Regions from separate parts of the Danio rerio genome. Here region 1 is linked to region 2. Evidence: chromatin contacts called from public Hi-C data. All regions are on one chromosome and are shown on one strand. Each heading gives the region's core, a stretch centred on a gene start, on an enhancer-like site or on the middle of the called end of the contact. The rest is flanking DNA. Distances are from core to core; before and after follow the strand shown. Region 1 has its middle 48 kb from the start of foxg1b. Region 2 has its middle 41 kb from the start of sptbn1.

What was found. Hi-C and Micro-C count contacts between places; a contact is called where the count stands out from the background.
Region 1: a Hi-C map of an unstated tissue shows a contact between it and region 2, with 4 times the contacts expected there. The contact joins two enhancer-like sites. A contact is called at or near these places in 1 of 18 Hi-C or Micro-C datasets (an unstated tissue) and 1 of 4 datasets of contacts at active chromatin or transcription factors (embryo).

The regions. Positions count from the first base shown.
Region 1 is chr11:45,574,872-45,579,906 of GRCz12tu, reverse strand. No RefSeq gene overlaps it. Among named protein-coding and RNA genes, the nearest start is that of foxg1b, 48 kb to the left of the region's middle. Within about 2 kb of position 1,891, at least 51 of the 62 cell types and tissues checked have an H3K27ac peak or open chromatin away from gene starts, as enhancers often do.
Region 2 is chr11:45,537,468-45,542,172 of GRCz12tu, reverse strand. No RefSeq gene overlaps it. Among named protein-coding and RNA genes, the nearest start is that of sptbn1, 41 kb to the right of the region's middle. Within about 2 kb of position 2,127, at least 11 of the 62 cell types and tissues checked have an H3K27ac peak or open chromatin away from gene starts, as enhancers often do.

The DNA.
Region 1 (5,035 bases), core at 642-3,141, 38 kb before region 2:
TTTTTAAAATGCAATTTAAATTAAATTGGATAAATTAACCCAGTCTCGGATTAAATATACCCACCAATTTTAGAGAGTAATTTTAATTTTATTGTAAAAATTAACGCAATGTTAAATTAAATCAACCCTAGATTTGTTAAATGCAATTTAGATTAAATTGGATAAATTAACCCAATCTTGGGATAAATCAACCCAACATTTTTAAAATGCAACGTAAATTTATCATGATAAATTAACTCAATCTTGGGTTAAATAAACCAAGTATTTGTAGAGCGTAATTTTAGTTTAATTTAATAAATTAACCCAATGTTGAGTTTAATCAACCCTACATTTTTTTGATTATATTTTCAATTTAATTGGATAAATTAACCCAATGTTGAATTAAATCAACCCAAGATTTTAAAATGCAATTTAGGTTAAATTGGATAAATTAACCCAATCTTGGGTTAAATAAACCAATGATTTTTAAAGTGGGATTGTAATTTAATTGTAAAAATTAACCCAATGTTGGAATAAATCAACACAATATTCTTAAAATGCAATTTTTAATTAAATTGGATAAATACACTCAGGATTTTTAAAATGCAACGTAAATTTAACATGATAAATTAACTCAATCCTGGGTTAAATAAACCCAGTATTTTTAAACCATAATTTTATTTAATTGGATAAAATTAATCCAATGTTGAGTTAAATCAACCTAACATTTTTTTTATTGTAATTTAAATTTAATTGAATAAATTAACCGAATGTGGGATTAAATAAACCCAACATTTTTAAAATGCAACTTAAATTTAATTGGATAAATTACCCTATCTTGGGTTAAATAAACCCAGTATTTTTAGAGATTAATTTTAATTTAATTAGTTAAATTAACCCAACGTTGGGTTAAATCAACCCAACATTTTTTAAGAATGCATGATTTTAAAATATGCCTACATCATAATTCAATATTTCATCAAAGCATGGCCCCATGTACTCACAGATGTCTGGCCTAAATGTAGTACATCGACTGACCTCAAAACAGCTCATACTGGCAGTACCATAACGGTGAGTCAATATTCTATGAATTGATTATTCTGAACTCATTCAGGACTGAAGAAATATGAGGACGTATAGTAAAAGAGCTGAAACCACAAATGATAATTTAAAATAAAAATATTATTCATTTAAATAATAATAAAATAAAAATAATATTCATTGAAATAATAATTAAAATAAAATAATACTTATTGAAATAATAATTAAAATAAAATAATATTAAATGAAATAATAATTAAAATAAAAATAATATTAATGAAATAACAATACAAATAAAAATAATATTAATTGAAATAATAATAAAAATAAAAATAATATTAAAGAAAAATAATAAAAATAAAAATAATATCAATTGAAATAATAATAAAAATAAAAATCATATTAATTGAAATAATAATTAAAATAAAATAATATTAATTGAAATAATAACTAAAATATTAAAAAAATGAAAATAAAATATCAAAAACATTGAGAGAATCATTAATGCTAATTAAAATAAGGCATTATTATTATTATCTAGTTTTTGACCCAGTTTAAACATGATTCACACAATTTAAATACAAGAAAATCCGTCTATCTTTCTTGCATGGGCAACTGAGAGTCCATTTAGTGACAAAACAGCTATTAATAATATATAAAAATGTAACAAACAATAAAAAAGAAAATCCTAATATTCAATAAAGGGACTGAAAACTCAACGAGTCATCTGAACGCAAGAGACGAATCAGTGAGTCGATTCAATTAAACAAACTCGATTCGCCAAGACGAATCAAACATTTCCACTCTACTATGGCGAAGGCCGCAGTGTGTCCCCGTAGTAGGGTGTGTGAGTCCCGCCCCGCGCCCGCCTCAGTGCAGCAGCTGACGGGGAGGGCGGCAGTGCGCAGCGGTCACTCCCAGCGCAGTGTGTCCTGCCTCTCTCGCGCTGCGGACTCCAAACGCGGGCAACTTTAGCACGTTTTCTTTAATCGGTGAGTACAAACAAACCCTTTCTTTCATCACCAAGCGTCTTATTAGCATCAAAAGAGCTGAAATGCGCTCGCCCGCATCGCGTTTGCCGCAATAATAACACTGCTTTTCCCATAAATACGTGGGTGGTGATGGAGTCCAAATGAGAGGAGTTTGCGTCAATGATATAAATCCAGGTGCATTAAATGCTGATCCAGATTTAGGGGCCTGGAGGCATTTACATCATTATTTAATATGCTGTGTGTTATATGCAATCTAGGATTGAGGTTAGATTGTGTTATATGTTCGTAATCAATAAAGGGAATCATAGATGCGAGCTGTGGAATAACGGTACAGTAGAATATGGATGCAAACAGGCGTGGTCAGATCCTCAAGCTGGAGTTTTGCCTTTCCCAAAGCGCATATGTGTGTTTGCATAACCGATGGTTACTGTAACCAGTGTATTGTTGTGATTTGGCAGCTTCTGACGCCATAACTCGCAGTCTACTGATATAATTGCGTAAATCTGGAACGTTAGTTTCAGTGACCTGAAATGGATTTTGATCCGATGCCCATCATCTTCACTGCGGATCTGCAATCACCATTTCACACGTTAATGTTGCCTGAAAGCACCGCAGCGGGTTACTTTTATCCTTCAGTCGTTTTCTCACGGCTTTGCGTTTTTACACTTCAAGCGTCGCGCATTTGCGTCCCCTAATCAACGGCTTTCGGAGGCTATCAGTGATTTTTACTGCGTTTGTAGATGCAAATGTTGATTTATGAAGGTAATACAGTGTTTATTCGTCATGCTGCAGCACGAATGCGGCCTTTGCGTGGCCGAGTGCGCGCAAATGGCTGTAAATAAATAAAATATAGGCTATGTGCGCCGGACTGTCGCGTTTAAGCGCTGGACACATTAGCGCTTAATGGAAGCCATGAGACTCTAGTGCAGCAAAACATTGCACATGATGTCATAATGGCACGCACGCAACGCAAGTGTCCGTGATGTCATGAAAGCATGCATGCAACGCAAAACATCCCGCGTCGCGCCAACTGCTCTTAAATGTGCTTGAAGATAAAGCTCTCAGACTGTGTTTGCATGACCTCATTGCATTGCAGGACTCAACAAGTGGCATGAATTGCATTTCAAATTAGTTTAAAACCTGGATTGTGTGATATAAATGTGGATTTCTCAGATATTAATATAGAGTTGTGAGTTATAAACTTAGACACTTATAAGTGTAAAACTCTGAGATATCACTTAAACGATATGGACCGAGACTTTTGAGGAAATATTTAGTATTCTGTGATATTAACTTAGAATTCTGAGACAATGTTTCAAATTCTGGGATATTAATTTGGAATTCTGCAAAAAAAAAAAAAAATTGTAGAATTCTTTGATATCGACTTACAATGCTGAGAAAATTATTCAAATTCTGGAGTATTAATCAGGGGTTCCGAGGTAATATTTAGAATTCTTGAATATTAATTTAGAATTCTCACAAAATATTTAGAATTTTTTTATATTAACTGAATTACAAGACAATAATTAGAGTTCTGTTATATTAATTTGGAATTCTGAAAAAAATATCTATAATTCTTTGATATCGACTTACAATTCTGAGAAAATTATTCAAATTCTGGAATATTAATCAGGGGTTCCGAGGTAACATTTAGAATTCTGGAATATTAATTTAGAATTCTCACTAAATATTTATAATTCTTTGATCTTAATCGAATTAGTAGACAGTAATTAAAGTTCTTTAATATTAATTTGGAATTCTGAGAAAATATTTAGAGTTTTGGCATATTCATTTGGATTTCTGAGATGATATTTAAAACTCTGTGGTATTCTGATACAATACAATATTCAGAATTCTGAAATAATAATTTGGAATTCTAAGAAAATGTTTAGAAATCTGGAATATTGAGAGTTCTGAGAAAATATTAAGAATGATTTCATAATAATTTAGAATTCTGACACTATTTCGGATTCTGGAATTTTAATTTGGAATTCTGAGAAAATATTTAGAACTATGGGGGAATTCACTTAGAATTCTGACACAATATTTTAAATTCTAGAATATTAACTTGGGGTTCTGAGGTAATATTTAGAATTCTGAAATATTAATTCGGAATTCTCACAAAATATGAAAAACTCTGGGATATTAACTTCGAATTCCGCAAAAAATAATGGAATAATGGAAAAAATTCTGGAATGTTAATTTGTAGTTCGGGCAAAATATTTAATTTTTTTTTTTAATTAACTTAGAATTCTGAGGCAATATTTAGAATTCTGGAAAATTAATTTGGAATTCTGAGAAAATATTTAGAAATCTAAATGTTGCAAAGCAAGTGTCTGTGATGTCATGAAAGCCTGCATGCAACGCAAAACATCCCGTGTGCTCTAAAGTGTGCATGAAGAAAGCTTTCAGACTGTGTTTGGATGACCTCATTGCATTGCAGGACTCAACAAGTGGCATAAATTGCATTTCAAATTCATTCAAAGGTAACCTTATATGCAAAAATCTCTTTATAAGGGGTTTAAACACACTTGTGTGACAGGAGTGTGTGAATATGACCAGCTTCTAATAGTCAAAATTGATAAATTCAATTTATTATAATCACACTTGCTAAAAACAGTCGGCAGAAATACTTCGATTGACATTCTCCCTTTGTAGGCGTTATCAAAGGTGGAAAGTCTCACCCATTAGTGTCCATCATTAGCATAGGAAGTTGGTCTTGTTTTTGAATCTGCCACTATGCTGACACACAGGCATTTGTAGCTCCGCCCTCTTTTAAAACCAAATTGGCACAATTACTGTGCTATCAAAGCCTAAAAGGAGCAGTTTCAGAGAGGTATAACATTATTTGTGTGGTATTTTGAGTTGAAGCTTCGCATATGGACATCAGCGATTTTACATATTGTTAAAAAGGGTCATAATAGGTCTCCTTTAAACCATGGAAAATCTATCAGTGCGTTGCATTCTGACTTTCTCATGCTATGCACAATGTAAACATACTGCAAGCACAGCTCAAATGCCCT
Region 2 (4,705 bases), core at 878-3,377:
GAATATTTTGACGATGAAACCGATTTTAATATGTGGATTTTTGAAATGATATTAGAGAATGTTTTTATTCAGGAAATATTTTAAGGGAAATGGACGGTGACACGGTGGCTCACTGGGTAGCACTGTTGCCTCACAGCAAGAAGGTTGCTGGTTCAAGGCCAGGCTGAGTCAGATGTCATTTCTGTGTGTAGTTTGCATGTTCTCCCCATGTTGGCGTGGGTTTCCCTCACAGTCCAAACACATTCGCTATAGAGGAATAGATTAGCTAAATTGGCCGTAGTGTATAAAAGCATGAGTGTATGGGTGTTTCCCAGTATTAGGGTGTGGCTGGAAGGGCATCCGCTGGGTAAAAAATATGCTGGATAAGTTGGCGATTCATTCCGCTGTGGCGATGTCTGATTTAGGACTAAGCTGAAAGGAAAATGAATGAATGAATGTTTGAACCCAAATTTGGATGAACTCAAGCATTGGGTTAAAGGGATAGTTCACCCAAAAATGAAAATTCAGTCAACATTAACTCATCCTTTATGTTTCAAAAGTTGTATGAGTTTCTATCTTCTGTTGAACACAAAAGAAGATATTTTGAAGAATGCTGAAAACCTGTAACCATTGACTTCCATAATATTTGTTTTTCCTACAATGGAAGTCAATGGTTACCGGTTTTCAGCATTCTTCAAAATATCTTCTTTTGTGTTGAACAGAAAGAAACATAAATGTTTGAAAGTACTTGAGGGAGAGTAAATAGTGAGCAAATTTGTCATTTTTGTGTGAACTGCCCCTTTCGCGTTTCACATTTTGAAAAGATTTTATGTTATAATTGTAACCTAAACTTTGGTCTGTCCAGATTTTATCCCCATTTCGTGTTGAAACAACCCAGCAGTGTTTGGAGTGTGTGTTTCAGAAAGGTTTAGCAGACACGCACAAGTCCAGCTGGGCATTCAGACACACCCAAACTCTCCCAGCTGCCTGTTGAAGAGCAGACATTTGAGGATTGCGAATGCCAGATTCATACACACATCACAGCAAATCAGCATGGAGATCTGAGGAGTGTGTGGGTGTTTTTGGACTGGCTGAGCGCATGTGTGTGTGTTTGTGGGTATAAATATGTGCTTGTTTATCATTTATCATTTTGCATGGATTTAATGTCCCCACAAGTATAGCAATACCGGTTCATTTTGACCTTGTGGGGACCTTTTTTTAGTCCCCATGAAGGAAACGACTCGTAAATAAGACAGAATGAAGTTTTATGAAGATGTAAAAGTGCAAATTGTTTGCTGTGAGGGTCAAGTTTAGGGGTAGAGGAGAGAATATATGGTTTGTACTTTGTGTGTGCGTATGTGTGTGTCTGTGTGTGTTGCACGCGTGTTTGTGTCATTATTTCTCTCTGTCTCTATGTATGTGTGTGTGCACGTGCGTGTGTGCACGTGCGTGTGTGTGCGTGCGTGTGTGTGCGTGCGTGTGTGCGTGTGTGCGTGTGTGCGTGTGTGCGTGTGTGCGTGTGTGCGTGTGTGTGTGTGTGTGGGTGGGTGGGTGTGTGCGCAGGCGCGCATGTTTGCATGTGTGTATGTGTAAATATGTGTGACTGTGAGTGTGTATGAGTCTGTATACAGTACATGTGTGTGTGTGTGTGTGTGTGTGTGTGTGTGTGTGTGTGCGCGTGCATGTTTGCATGTGTGTGTATATATGTGTAAATATGTGTGTCTGTGAGTGTGTGTGAGTGTATACAGTACATATATATATATGTGTGTGTGTGTGTGTGTGTGTGTGTGTGTGTGTGTGTGTGTGTGTGTACAGTACATACAAGTGTTTTGTGTGTGTATCTGTGCATGTGTGTGTATATATGTATATACACACACACTCACATATATCTATCTATGTATGTGTATGTGAGTGAGTGTGTAAATTTATATATCTGTGTGTATGTATGTGTGTGTCTGCATTTGTGTGCTTGTGTACTGTATGTGTGTCTTTGTAAGTTTGTGTACAGTGTGTGTGTGTGTATCTATATCTATGTGTCTGTGTCTGTCTCTGTGAGTGTGTACATAGCTATGTGTATGTGTGGGTGGGTGTAGATCTATGTGTATGTGTGTAAGAGTGTGTGGGTGGTATGAATCTTCAGCAGAATGAACTCCTCCATGAGGGCCAGTGTAATGTCAGTGTAGCCTTGGCAGATCATTGTGAATGTGAGCAGCAGCCGTTCAATCCCACGCATCCTCATCCTACAGGCCTGCAGACACACACACACACACACACACACACACACACACACACACACACACACACACACATCACCACAGCAACCAAACTACCCCACACTTACTGGAATTATTAGGGCTGTTGGAGAGGAGAAGCTTCAGTGGCTCTGTTACTCATGCTTGTATTTTAATCAGAAACAGTGTGATACAGATTAAACACGGTGCACACAGCATGAATGTTCCACAAATTGAAATATTACACTATGTTAAGTTGCTTTGTCACAATCTACCTTTTAAAAAAGGCTATAGAAATAAGGATAAATATGAACATATACTCACTGGCCACTTTAATAGGTACACCTTACTGGTACTGGGTTGGACCCTTTTTTGCCTTCAGAACTGCCTTAATCCTTTGTGGCATAGATTCAACAAGCTACTGGAAATATTCCTCAGAGATTTTGCTCCATATTGACATGATAGCATCACACAAGAAAAGTGCCATGAAAATCTACCCCACACTATTACACCACCACCAGCCTGAACCGCTGATGCTAGGCAGGATGGATCCATGCTTTCATACTGTTGAGGCCAAATTCTGACCCGATTATCTGAATGTGTCAGCAGAAATGGAGACTCATCAGAGCAGGCAACGTTTCTCCAATCTTCTATTGTCCAGTTTTGGTGAGTCTGTGTGAATTGTAGCCTCAGTTTCCTGTTCTTTGCTGACAGGAGTGGCACCCGGTGTGGTCTTCTGCTGCTGTAGCCCATCCGCCTCAAGGTTGGACGTGTTGTGTGTTCAGAGATGCTCTTCTGCAGAGCTCTGTTGTAACGAGTGCTTATTTGAGTTACTGTCGCCTTTCTATCAGCTGGAACCAGTCTGGCCATTCTCCTCTGACCTCTGGCATCAACAAGGCAGTTGCGCCCACAGAACTGCCGCTCACTGGATATTTCCTCTTTTTCAGACCATTCTCTGTAAACCCTAGAGATGGTTGTGCGTGAAAATCTCAGTAGATCAGCAGTTTCTGAAATACTCAGAGCAGCCCGTCTGGTCCCAATAGCCATGCCACGTTCAAAGTCACTTAAATCCCCTTTCTTCCCCATTCTGATGCTCGGTGTGAACTGCAGCAGATCGTCTTGACCATGTCTACATGCCTAAATGCCTAAATTGAGTTGCTGCCATGTGATTGGCTGATTAGAAATTTGTGGTAACAAGCAGTTGGACAGGTGTACCTAATAAAGTGACCAGTTATTGTGTGTATATGTGTGTGTGTGTATATATATATATATATATATATATATATATATATATATATATATATATATATATATATATATACAATTGTATTTATGAGGCAGACATGTTATTTATTTATTTATTTATTATTTTTTGTATTTTAGGGCTATAATCAGATCCACGTGAATCTAGCAATTAGAGTGGGGTGATAAATTGAAATCATGGATTAGAAAATGCTGTGATTGTCATAGTGATAAAACAATATGACTGACATGTCTTGTGTATTTTACAGTCTTTGGTATAATACACTTGACTATAGCATGGTTTAAAATCCTATAGTATTTGCTATAAATTACTGTAGTATTTTTGATGTTGGCATGCTGTGTGTCTAATGTGATTAAAGTGACCATTGTCTCTGATCAAGATTAGAGCCGTTGTTAGATTAGTCCTAAAACTGCTCAGTGTCAGCATAATTCATGAACACAGATTTGTAATGCACTGTATTTTTAGGTCACAGACTTATACAGATTACATTTTCTGTGCAGATAAGAGAACTGTAACATCATGTAGTGTTTAGTACATCAGAATGAGCAGTAATGTTAGCCAGTAGCTATCTTTCCATCAAAAATACTATAGTAATGGGCAGTATTGTTGTTGAACTATCTTCTAGTATAAGTGTATTATAAAATATATATATATATATATATATATATATATATATATATATATATATATATATTATAAATATATATTATATATATATATATAATTACGAAAGTTGTTGTGTTTCCATAGCAACCATATAATTGCTTTAACAGATCAATCACTATCGTTGTTGTTACCATAGCAACTATAGAATCACCCCAACAGATAAATTACAAAAGTTGTTGTGTTTCCATAGCAACCATATAATCGCTTTAACAGATCAATCCCTATCGTTGTTGTTACCATAGCAACTATAGAATCCCCCAAGTTGTTGTGTTACCATGGCAACTATATAATCACTTTAACAGATCAATTGCTATCGTTGTTGTGTAACCATAGCAACTATAGAATCACCCAACAGATTAATTATGAGAGTTGTTGTGTTACCATAGCAACTATATAATCGCTTTAACAGATCAATTACTATCGTGTTGTGTTACCATAGCAATTATAGAATAGCCACAACAGATCAAGTACTAGTTGTTGTTACCATAGCAACTATAGAATCACTCCAACAGATTAATTACGAAAGTTGTTGTGTTACCATAGCAACTATATAATCACTTTAACA